Linked DNA regions of Rattus norvegicus: region 2 is linked to region 1. A link is a contact called in public Hi-C data. All regions are on one chromosome and are shown on one strand. The core of a region is the stretch at or near the end of the contact, and the rest is flanking DNA. Distances in the headings are between cores, read along the strand shown.

The links. Hi-C and Micro-C count contacts between places; a contact is called where the count stands out from the background.
Region 2: a Hi-C map of the A7r5 cell line shows a contact between it and region 1, with 4 times the contacts expected there. The contact joins the promoter of Wdr38 here to the enhancer-like site in region 1. A contact is called at or near these places in 4 of 12 Hi-C or Micro-C datasets (the A7r5 cell line, the Rat2 cell line, Schwann cells and 1 more).

What each region holds. Positions count from the first base shown.
Region 1 is chr3:43,040,499-43,046,460 of GRCr8, reverse strand. The region is part of intron 2 of Nr6a1 (nuclear receptor subfamily 6, group A, member 1); the gene reads left to right. It overlaps LOC120101539 (a long non-coding RNA gene), which reads right to left. Exons shown (of 3, transcript XR_010064778.1): 3 at 1,600-5,962. Among named protein-coding and RNA genes, the nearest start is that of Mir181b2, 17 kb to the right of the region's middle. Within about 2 kb of position 4,655, at least 7 of the 93 cell types and tissues checked have an H3K27ac peak or open chromatin away from gene starts, as enhancers often do. A contact at or near this core is called in the A7r5 cell line, where this site is marked.
Region 2 is chr3:43,158,186-43,164,708 of GRCr8, reverse strand. Wdr38 (WD repeat domain 38) reads right to left here and starts at 4,853. Exons shown (of 9, transcript NM_001399335.1): 1 at 4,698-4,853; 2 at 4,208-4,328; 3 at 3,359-3,475; 4 at 3,173-3,270; 5 at 2,883-2,963; 6 at 2,670-2,801; 7 at 2,421-2,570; 8 at 2,112-2,159; 9 at 1,744-2,026. The coding sequence starts at 4,766. The coding sequence ends at 1,943. It overlaps Rpl35 (ribosomal protein L35), which reads left to right. Exons shown (of 4, transcript NM_212511.2): 4 at 1,564-1,749. The coding sequence ends at 1,713.

The DNA of each region.
Region 1 (5,962 bases), core at 3,406-5,905:
TGTGCAAAGAGCACAAATCAAAGGAAATGGCTGCTTGGAGTTAGATAGGTTTCAAATTGGCTTAGCATGTTTGTCTTCCCAAACTGGCTGAAGTTAATGATACAGTTGAATTAAGAGAACAATGACAATTTTGTTTCAGTTGGTAGTATTACTTTTATTTTTCTTTAAAACATTAAAATATAAATACAAAAATCCCTGATCTCCCACTAAGAAGTAAATATTATCATTTGAGAATAGTCTTCCCAGGTTTGTGTTTGAGATCATCTTTTAATACATTTTCCCTTATACATTTAGAACATTATTCCCCAAGTCATGAGGCATTCATTTTAATCAATATTTTTAATTAGCAGGATGGCAACGTCATTGAGGGGAACAACTGGGCCGTGGTTTACGTAGCCAAGTTTTCGTTCCTGGGCATTCAGATGGATCTATATTTTCCTACATCATTATATACTGTGCCAATGCACACGTTCATAGTTCTAAGTTCACATTTCAAATGCGTGCTTTAGTTTTTTTAATATAAGCAAAAACTTCTGAATTCAAGAGGCATGATCTGGGTGCTGGAGAGATGACTTCGTTGGTCAGAGCAACTGACTGCTTTCCTAGAGGAACCAGGGTTATGTTCATCGCGGGCCCACAAATGTCTGTAACTCCAGTTTCAGGGAATCTGATGACAGCTTCTGCTTCTGCAAACAATGTATACATGTGCACAAACCTATACACACACACATCCACAGATAAATAAATAAAGAAATAAAAGTATGCATTCAGGCTCAAGATTGCTTAGTTGCAATTTGGCCTCAGTATTTTGTTATCTTTTCAATTTTGATTAAATTATATAATCTCTGTATCAGCTTTCTCATCTGAAGATGCAAATAGTAAAGGTATTCAGAGTTTATTAAGCTTATTATGAGGATTAAGTGAAGTAATGTATGTAAATGGTTTAGAGCAGTGTTTAAGAAATGGCAAATACTAGTGTATGCTGTTCTAGGCTATCATTGTATTGTTGAAATTCTCAGTCTGTATTCATGGGCTGTGGTAATCACATTTTATTTAGTAGAGTAACCCATGTTGGTTTTTTTTTTTGTTTTTTTTTTATTAACTTGAGTATTTCTTATATACATTTCGAGTGTTATTCCCTTTCCCAGTTTCCGGGCAAACATTCCCCTCCCCCCTCCCCTTCCTTATGGGTGCTCCCCTCCCCACCCTCCCCCCATTGCCGCCCTCCCCCCAACAGTCTAGTTCACTGGGGGTTCAGTCTTAGCAGGACCCAGGGCTTCCCCTTCCACTGGTGCTCTTACTAGGATATTCATTGCTACCTATGGGGTCAGAGTCCAGGGTCAGTCCATGTATAGTCTTTAGGTAGTGGCTTAGTCCCTGGAAGCTCTGGTTGCTTGGCATTGTTGTACATATGGGGTCTCGAGCCCCTTCAAGCTCTTCCAGTTCTTTCTCTGATTCCTTCAACGGGGGTCCTATTCTCAGTTCAGTGGTTTGCTGCTGGCATTCGCCTCTGTATTTGCTGTATTCTGGCTGTGTCTCTCAGGAGCGATCTACATCCGGCTCCTGTCGGTCTGCACTTCTTTGCTTCATCCATCTTGTCTAATTGGGTGGCTGTATATGTATGGGCCACATGTGGGGCAGGCTCTGAATGGGTGTTCCTTCAGTCTCTGTTTTAATCTTTGCCTCTCTATTCCCTGCCAAGGGTATTCTTGTTCCCCTTTTAAAGAAGGAGTGAAGCATTCACATTTTGATCATCCGTCTTGAGTTTCATTTGTTCTAGGCATCTAGGGTAATTCAAGCCATGTTTTTAAAAAAATAAATTATTTAATTTTATTTTATGTGCATTGGTGTGAGGGCATCAGATCCCCTGGAACTGGAGTCATAGACAGTTGTGAGCCACCATGTTGGTGCTGAGAATTGAACCCAAGTCCTCTGGAAGAGCTCAGTTCTTAATCGTTGTGCCATCTCTCCATTAACCCATGTTATTTAATGACATAAACATGAGCCATTCTACACATTAGCATATGTTACTGCTTCACAGAAATAGTTTATTTGTACAGGATGATGCTGTTGTAAAAATATAAAAAAATAAAAGGCTGTCTTTTACCCACTCTAGGTCTGCTACTGCAGTGCCCCAAGATAACTGCTGGATGTCTTAATTCTCAGTCAGCAAAGCGTCTTACCTGCTCTGCTCCATCCCATATCACACTGCCAAAGGCCTCTCTCTGAGCCTGGCAGCAATCTCTCTACCTATCTAGCTCCCAAGGCAGGTTTCCATGCTGGAAACACACATCCCAACTCTGTGGTAGCCCAGACCAGCCGCCGCACACTTTCTTACACTTAAATTGTTGCATGAAAACATACAACACAATAACCTTTGATCTAATTGATAAGGTATAATTGCCCACCTAAACATACAAAGCCCAATACACATCTATCCCTTAAAAACATTTGTAACAACCTGTAAAGGTACAGTGTGGAATCTTAACATCACCTCCCATATTGTCCTGCCATGGCTTCTCTCCCTTTCCCTCCTGTCTCTTCCTCCTTTCCATTCCAGTCTCCTTCTCTTCCTTCAAACTTTTCTCCTGCCCATCCTTCCTTCTCGTCCAATGACAGGCCTCCTTCTATCTTGTACCTGCCTCACCCATTACCTCATCCCACAGGCTGATGAACTATTGAACATTTTGGCATTTTTGTTTTTTACCATTTGGCTCATAGGGGATTTGTCATCATTCCTCCAGCATAGGATAAATTATCAATTACTCATTTACTTAACTTCTTAATAGCCTGAAGAAGTTAACTATCAGATTATTTTTAAAAGTATTCATATTATACATGTTCTATTGATTAATGGCCAAGTGTCTTAGTTAGGGTTCACTGCTGTGAACAGACACTGTGAGCAAGGCAACTCTTATAAAGGACAACATTTAATTGGGGCTGGCTTACAGGTTCAGAGGTTCAGTCCATTATCATCAAGGTAAGAACATGGTAGCATCCAGGCAGGCATGGTGCAGGAGGAGCTGAGAGTTTTACATCTTCATCTGAAGGCTGCTAGCAGAATACCGTCTACCAGGCAGCTAGGATGGTCTTAAATCCCACACCCACAGTGACACGCCTACTCTAAAACTGGGCCAGGCATATACAAACCATCCCAGTAAGGTTTAATAGCATATTCAGGAAAGATTTTGCACTATTTAAAATTTGATCATTATTTTTAAAACACTGTATATTGTGGGTTTAACCTAGGTTTTCTTACCAACTTACTTTCGTTTTTAATTTATTTTACTTTTACCTTATGTGCATTAGTGTTTTGCCTGCATGAATGTAGTCCCAAGCTGGTGGAACTCAGAGATCCACCTACCTCTGCTTCCAAGTGCTTGGAATAAAGATATGTATCACCAAACCTGGCAATATATCATAACTTTTGGTATTAAAAAGTAGTACAGGTGCTGTACTAGTGGTTAAGAATACTATCTATTCTTCCACAGGACCCAGGTTCAATTCCCAATATCCACATGCCAGGTCACAACCATCTGTAACTTCAGTTCCAAGGGATCTGATATCCTCTTCTGACTCTCCTGCATGCAGTGTCCGCACATGGTGCCCATATATACATGCAGACAAAAATCTCCACAAACATAAAATAAGCCTTAGAAAAGTGTGCAGGTAGCACAGATAGGTCCAACCATTGTCTGCAGATAATTAATATAAAATTGAATAGTAGATATTAAGAAAAGAAAGATAAATGTTATTTTTAAAAAAAAATAGTTATTTTATCTCATTTTGTGTGTGCTACAGCACATGTGTGGAGGTCAGAGGCTGTCTTAGGGTATTTTGTTTTGCTGTGATGAAACACCATGACCAAAAAGCAAGCTGAGGAGGAACAGGTTTATTTAGCTTACACTTTCAGATCATAGTTCATTACTGGAGGAAGTTAGGACAAGAAATCAAGCAGGGCTGGAAGCAGGAGTTGATGCAGAGGCCGTGGAGGGGTGCTGCTTACTGACCCGATTCACATGACTTGCTTAACCTGCTTTCTTATAGAACCCAGGACCACCAGCCCAGGAGCGGCCCCACCCATCATAGGCTGGGCTGTACTTCACTGAACACTAATTGAGAAAATGTCTTACAGCTGGATCTCATGGAGGCATTTCCTTAAAGGAGTCTCCTTTTCTAAAGCATATTAAGATAAATTTGTAAGTCTCCCTGTTTTCCCTTAATGTCTCCTCCTCCATAGCATTCACTTGGTGATTAGGTGGTTCCTGACTTTAGCAGTTCCCCTGTGCTTCTAAAGCCCCAGCTTAGGATGTAGCAATGCTGCCACATCAGGTCTCCCGAATGTGGCCTTTTGCTGGGAGGTGCTTTCTGATAGGATTCTTTTGAACAAGGTGGGGGTGGGATGAGATTGACAGTTCAGGCTGAACTCTCCCAGTCACTTGACCTCTGCCCCTGTTTCAGAGTTTATACTGACTTGTAGGCATTCTCTATGGAGCCAAGAGTTTAGGGCTTGTTTACAATTGGTGAAAAGATAGTTGGATTCAAAGGCAATTGCTGAGTCCTTGTATAGCCATGGATGCCTGTTACTATCTGGTGGGTGCAGGGAATGCTTGGAGATTTGTAATGGATGACTAAGAAGGAATGTAAAAAAAAATGTGAGGCTAGATTTTAGCAATTATTTTTTTTCCTGTGGGAGCAGTATTGTAACAGTTTGAGACAACCCTGTGTCCATGTGTATGATGGGGAGCTGAGACAACCCCGTGTCTGGGTGTGATGACCAGTGGCACATCTGCCAAGGCAAATTCGTGAAGGTCAGAGGACAGCTTTGTGGGGTTGATGCTTTCCTTCTGGCTTTGGGTGGGTCCCAGGGATCCTTTGCATGTCATCAGGCTGTGTGTCACCTGCTTTTACCCACTGAGTCATCTCTGGCCCTCATGTGTTTTAAAAAGCTGAAAATGGTTGTTTGAGTTCAATAACTTGGTATCAGAATGCGTGAGAATTTTTCTCATCCTGTTGTGGTCTTTCACTTTAGTTTTTGGTTTTTCACTTGGAAGACTAGGCTGGCCTCTAACTCAGTGAGCTATTATTCATTTTTTTGCCTCTCAAGTGCCAGGCTCAAAGGAGTCCACTACCACATCCACCATTTTAACTTTTTCAAAGTAAGAATCTTTTATGATTAAGAAAAATAGAATATAGTTTTAATGAAAAAATTGGTTCCCTTTTCAGCCGCCAAGTTTCTGAAAATATTCTGCCAAATAATTTCAAGCCTTAGCTCTGGCTCTCTTAGAGCACAGGCTTCACATCCAGATTATATGCATTCATTTTTACCTTCCTCTCCCTCAATTTTTATTTATTTTTTATTTTATTTTTTGAGGAGGAATTTTATGTAGCTGGGCTGATCTTGATAACTCTGTTGTCAGGGCTGGCTTTAACTCAAGATTTTCTTACCTTAGCCTCCTAAGTGGTAGAATTATATGTGTCTGTCAGTCATACCAAGCCAGAATTCTTTTCTTTTGAACTTTCTCTGAGGAAGGAACATTCAAAAAGGCTAGAATAGATCAGTGAGATGGCTCAGCCAGGTAAAGTGGCTTGTCGCAAACCCTGGCCTTCTGAATTCAGTGTCTGTAACCCACGTGGTGGAAGGAGAGAGCCAGCTCCCTCAAGTTGTCCTTTGACCTACACATGCATACCTTGACATGTACATGCATATATGTATACATGTATGTGCACATACAAGCACACACACACTCACAATGTAAACAAAAACTTAAAGCCTAAAATGACTACTTACAGCCCCACTTCCAGAATTGGTTTTCAATTTTTTTTTAAAGATCTATTTATTTATTATGTATGTAAGTACACTGTAGCTGTCTTCAGACACACCAGGAGAGGGCATTGGATCCCATTACAGATGGTTGTGAGAATTGAACTCAGGACCTTTTGAAGAGCAGTCCAGTCAGTG
Region 2 (6,523 bases), core at 3,604-6,103, 120 kb before region 1:
TTGGAGGTTGGGTTACCCATGGACACCTACAGTTGGTAGACAGGGACCCCCCCCCCCCAAGTTTCTCTTCAGAACCGTATCGTGAGGACATTAAGAGTATTGCTGGGTGGTTGCAAGATGTTTGTCATAACTGTTAGTGCTTTCAGATTAACGTGTTTTTACTAGGAATCGACTCCTGTAGTTAGCTAGTCTCCAGAAGGATTGGGGTGGGGAGCCATGTCATTTTAAGATAATCCCACTTAATTGAAGCCATCTGGTGGTGTCTTGAATTACATCTCTGCAAATTTTACCTAATGTTGGGGTTTGGCATGTCAGAAAGTTGTCTGTCTGTGGTGTGACTCAACCGCCCAGGAGGGACATTTTGGATTAGACACGTCTGAAGTACAGTTTCTTAATTTCGGAGATGCTAGAGCCAAGATACCTATCACTCGGTACTGATGTGTGGGGACCTTACCTCACCCCTGAGCAGTGGAACTTACCTTGAACTTTTTTGTGCTTCATTGCTAGTGCTGACACATGTGGCTTTTCAGCAGTGTGTCTGTGTGTCTGTCCGGAGACATCAGTGTGTAAACCTGCACTGAACTACCTCCAGTCCACAAAGAACCAGGGTGGGCTCTGGGTTTTTGCTTGCTTTTACACCAGGTAATCTAGAACTCACAGAGGCCCCTCTGCCTGCCTCTCTAGCTGCTGGAGTTAAAGGCACCGTGCTGTGTGGACACTTAGACTTGATCTTTGCCATCTGTTCACACTGTTGGAGAATGAACAGGACATAGGTGTGTTTGGCTGCTCTGTGGAGAGAACTCTAAGTGGATAAGTGACGTTGACATGACTGAAAGCCTGCCTGGTGTGGCTCCTCACCTTATCCTGTAGAGCTTTCTAGGGTCCTCTGTCCACCTGCAGGAGCTTGGTGCATGGGGATGTGAACCCATTGTGCCTGCCCCTTTGCAGGCAGGAGTAGGCACTCCTAGGAAGCCCAGTTACACATTTTCAGCAGGCCGCTGAGCTTGTTTTGGAGGCTGCTGCCTCTTGAAATTCTTGGTAGCGCTGCTTCTCCTTATCATGTAAGGATCTGACCCACAGGACCTGGTCCCTGAGGGAACTAAGGGACTGTCTTGCTTAGAACACCCGGGAAGGGCTAGGAGATAGAGGAAAGTGAGAGCTCCCTTAACAGCTCAGGGTGACTTTGACCAAGCCTTCTGTGGTCGGTGTTACCTAGAGCATTGATGAGCCATGCCTGGTGGGTCAGCCAGGCAGTAGCTACACAGAGCCTGTGTGTGTGGAGTGCCCTTTCCATTGTGCTGTGACTTTCTACTTAGTCACTAGGTGATGCATAGGAAAACTGAAGCCTAGCCCCCTCTTGGCCCTTGTAGTCTTGAAATTGGGGAGCTTGGTGTGCAAATTTTAGGCCTACCACCCTCTGGTACTTTACTGACAGCCCCCAGCTGTCTCAGTGCCCTGCCATTTGCTCAGAGAAGTCCAACTTTGTGTCCTGTGTGCTCACCTGCTTCCACATCTTCCCAGGAGCCCCCAGTGCTCAGGCTCACCCTGTCATTTCTGTCCCAGGGAAAGAAGTACAAGCCCCTGGACCTGCGACCCAAGAAGACAAGAGCCATGCGCCGCCGGCTCACCAAGCATGAAGAGAAGCTGAAGACCAAGAAGCAGCAGCGGAAGGAGCGGCTGTACCCACTGCGCAAGTACGCAGTCAAGGCCTGAGACGACGACAATAACAATAAAGTCCAAAACTGACGAGCTCTCTGCTTCCTGTTTGACACTGGCCGCCCAGGGTCCAGGGGGTGAGGTTAGGTGATCGCTTGCCTACAGCAGGTGACAACCACCTTACGGGATAGGCTAGGTAGTCCCTGCCTTGGAGATCTGGTGGCTTAGTTACCTTAGGCCTGTGGGTAAGTTACATGGATGAAGTTCTTGACTTTCAGCAGACTTGTCATCTTGTCGCGTCAGCAATCCCTGACACTAAGAGTTTGCCATTTGGAGTGAAAATGCAGGCATGGGCCACATCCAGCATGCCCTGTCAGTAACACAGTGTCAGAGTCAGGTTAGTGAGTCCTACCCGTCACTCTGCAAGGGTCTTGGTACTGACCCTGGTGCCTTACCTTTAGGGTCTCAAGGCATTTCCCTGTGAGGCAGTCCCAGACTTTGACCTGGAAGTAAAAACAGGCAATAGAGTTGAGGTATCAGTCCCCCAAGGCCCAAGTATGTCTGCAGACAAGGTGAAGAGTTCACAGTTCTGCAGTGTTGGTGCCACAGCTGTGGGGCCGCCTGGTCCTTTATGCTGCTGGCCTTTAGGTCACTAGAGGTCAGTATCTGGATCTTGTCTTTGCCTTTGTTATGCATAGACATTTCTAGTATGGCTGAAAACTCTGGCAAGGTGAGGCTGAGGTTTTTCTGAAGGGGTTGCTTACCATACGAGAGTAACCAGCACTGGCCAGCTTTAGCTCATCGGGAGAGAAGGCTAGGCTATTGACCCAGGTGGCGTGGCCCCTGAGCTGCAGAAGCAGGTTGTTGGTTGTGGGCTTCCAGATGCGGACTGTCTTGTCCCAGGAGCCAGATGCCTAAACAAACATCCCTGAGCTCAGTGACCCCCACCTCAGAGGCCTGTACCCTTTGAGGCAAATAGGGACTGCCCTGGAGCCCCAGTTAGTCTAGCTCACCAAGAGGCCAGATGCTGAGTACTTCAAGCAGCTGATGTTGCCAGTGTGGCCCTCCAAATTACGGAAGGAGACAGCTGGGCTTGATGCCCGCAAGTCCCAGATGTGCACAGTCGAGTCCCAGGAGCCAGTGGCCTGTGGACAGTAATGTATGAAACAGCCCTTACCACTCAGATGGTCACTGACTCAGGGCGTGCGTGAAGGAGCAAAGCTCACCAGAGAATCCGAGGTTGGAGAGAAGTCACTGCTCTGGATGGAATCACAATGCCCAGGCAAGAAGCGCACATTGCGGCCGGACTGTAGAGAGAGTCTGAGCTGCAGAGGTGGAGGGGCCTGGGTGCTCCCTAACTAGACTGTGGGTCTGAGGCAGCCCAGGCCATGCAACAGCAGGAGGAAGGACAATGCCAGCTGGGACCCAATTTTTAGGTACCTGATGGTGTGGAGAGTAGGGAACCACTAAGAGCAAAGGGTGCATTTGGTCCCCTCTGACCTAGGCCCCGTCATACCTGCACTTCCCAGAGAATCACCCTCTTGTCCCAGCCACCTGATGCCAGCTGCTTTGAGTCAGGGCTGAAGCTGACAGTTTCCACACTCCTCTGGTGACCTACAGACAGCAGCCCAAAAGTGGGAAAGCGGATGGGACAAAGTCCACAAAGGAGCCAGTGTGGCTCCTGGTCAAAATGAATCCTCACCTTTCAGCACATGCAGGCATTTGGCTTTTGCCACATCCCACAGGCGGATGGTGTGGTCACAGGAGGAGCTGGCAACGAGGCGGCCATCGGGAGAGAAACGGCAAGACTTCACTGGGCCTGAGGCAGAGAACACATGGGGTTTTTCCCCCCCTCCAAGTCCAGACTTGTCATCTGTAGTTCCAACCATGGGGCCTGGCCTGAGCTGGGATCAGCTGGATCTCAGTTTGCCCATCTTGGCTATCATCAAACCCAAATATCTCCTCCCAGCACCGTACTCCCACTGCCCCAGTAGGCTTTTGGGCTCTGGCCTGAACTGTCTTAGGTGTGCTCACCCTACCATCACTGCTTCATATGTCTTAACAAGTCAGGCACCTCGCTTGCTGAAGTCCTGTGATAAATGGTTGAGGTACTAAAACCAAAAGCAGGGGCTGGGGATTTAGCTCAGTGGTAGAGCGCTTACCTAGGAAGCACAAGGCCCTGGGTTCGGTCCCCAGCTCCGGGAAAAAAAAAAAAAACAAAAAAAAACAAAAGCACTTCACATGTGCAGCGCCACAGGCGACTTTGAAGACATGAGGCTAACTGGAATAAGCCTAGCAAACATTTACTCCACTGGGGGGTGACTTCTCAATATGAGTTTTTGTGCTATTGGACTGCATGTCTAGAGTTTAAGAAATAAGATTTGAGTCTCTCAGGACTGACCCCCTAAGTATTAGGTTTAGTATCACCCTACCCAGGTGCCTCTGCTGAACTTGCTCCAACCCTCTTCCCTCAAAGTCTTGTGTCACTAAGGTAGGCTCAGAATGTCAGCACAGAGTCTTGGCTCTCTCCAGTAAGGTGCCTGAGCCCCACCTTTGTGGCCTGCCAGTCTCCACAGCAGTCGCCCACTCTTCGTCCCCCATACATACACACAACCATCATCTGAGGCTGTGATCAGGTTCCGGCCATCAGGGGAGAAGGCAGAGCAGTTGACCTGAAAGTACAGGGCAAAAGTGGTCCTGTGCCTGTCAGAAGTTATTTGTCCCCTCAGCTCTAACCATCCCTAATCTGCCCAGGAGCCCCGGGTGGGTCCATTAACTCCAGGTCCATGCAAAAGCAAGTTCTAGGACAAAAATTGACAAGTTCAAAGTCAACCCTAAGCCTTGAGTCCAAGGTAGAAGAAATCATGATGCACATTTTTGATCCCAGCATCAGGGGAGGCAGAGGCAGATGGATCTCTGTTCAAGGCAAGCCACGTAGTGAAACCCTGTCTCATAACGAAAAAGAAAAACAAACAAACCTAGGGTCTAGTCTTGTGTTGGGACCTGACCCCACTAAGCCTGTGTAGAGCCCGAGGCCTCACCTCCCCGTGGTGTTGACCGTAGAACCTCACTCTGCCCACGGCCAATTTTGTTGGAGCTCTGATGTTCATGGGAGCCCGCTCCAGAACCGGGAGGGCTCCCTCCTAAGCGGGCACCAGTCCCGTTGGAGGGGCCTCGGTAGAAGGGGAAGGGAAACTGTGTACAAGCAGTCTCCATGGCAATGGGGCGGGGCGGCGCAGCCGCAGTGGGGAAGGTCTCTGAGCTGCCTCTATGGAAGGCTGTAGTGAGGCCAGCGCTTTTAGGTTACAGAAAGTGGCAGGAGACACCAACTTTGGAATCGCCCGGCTGGCCAGATCGGGAGCCCCTCTGGCCGTCGAGCAAGACTCTAAGCAGAATGGCCTCTAGAGGGCGCGCCGGCCCCGCGAACTGAGACTACAATAGCACCGCCCCCACGGATTCCTTCCTCTCTCAGGACAGGATCCTATTTACCGCCGCACAATCCGTAGTTAAATCAAACAAGTGAGAGCCTAGCGCGTGATAGTACCCACGAGGAGCCAGGCTTCTGGCCAGGAGTGGCTGGCATCCGCCTTTACCTCCAGGGTGCAAGGAGCAGGAGGCAGAGTGTGCCTAGTACAGGGCTTTAAAAAAGGTCTTGGCTAATGTTCATTACTGTGCCAGCTGAGGTTGAAGGTGCGGGAGGGAGGTCCCAGGGGCTCTCAGGATCATACATGGATTTCTTGACCCGAAACCTACAAACAGACCTTTACAGGTGAGGAAACTGAGTTCTAGAGAAATACAGAGGCGGATTGTAGTGCTGATCCTGGGTTTGGTCCCTTAGCTCATTAATTACCAGAGCCCTCACAGCAGATGTCTGAGGTCTCTTATTTCTGGTACCTCTGAGAAACAGGCTCCCGGGGGATGAGGCATGGGCAAGTGACTTAGTTCCTCCATGACAGAACAGAGCTGAGACCAGAACCAAGCCTGCCAGCTTCCCAACCAGACCAAAGTGGGCACGGACAGATGTGGGAGGCCCAATGGTGTTGGCTAGGGCAGCAGAACTTTGGGAGTGTCAAATTCAAGGATTCCCAGCGTGACTCATGCCCCTTTTCCCATAGTCCTTTGCCAGAATCTTCTCACGGGATCATTCTATTCGGCTCTATTTTAGTCCTAGACAGTGAGACGTGTATGGAGGCGACAGTGGCAGCTTTGAGCTGGGCCACCCTCATCCACACTCCCAGAGGGTCCAAATCACTGAGTTGGCTCCTTGAAGACCTGTCTGTGCTGAGATCAGAAAGGCGCCGCCCCCAAAGCCATGACTCTCAGACACAGCCCTCAGAATTCCCTACCCCCCCACCCCCCTTTCTTCTCTACTCACGCATCAACGCCCATGCCCACACATTCCCTAGCCGCCTGACTGCTCCTTTGTACCATGGGCACATTCACTGGACTGTGTCCTCAGCTTCTCTACAGCACCCCTACCTATCCTACTTAGGCTTAGTATTACCGTGACCGAAAGCAAAATGGGGAGCAAAGGGTTTATTTGGCTTATTCTTCCACATAGTAGTCCCATCATTGAAGTCAGGAAAGGAACTCAAAACAGGACAGGAACCTGAAGGAAGAAACTGATGTAGAGGCCATGAAGGAGTGCTGCTGACTAACTTGCTCGTCATGGTTTTCTAAGTCTGCTTCTTTATAGAACCCAGAGCTACCTTGCCTAAGGATGGTGCAATCCACAGTGGGCTGGTGTTAATCCCAAAGATGGAAGGAAAAAGACCACCGACCCAAACCATCAAGGTCAAATTAATTAAAGCAAGTAATTATTAAAGCAAGCTTTTTTTTTTTTTTTAAATTCATGAACACAGCTGCC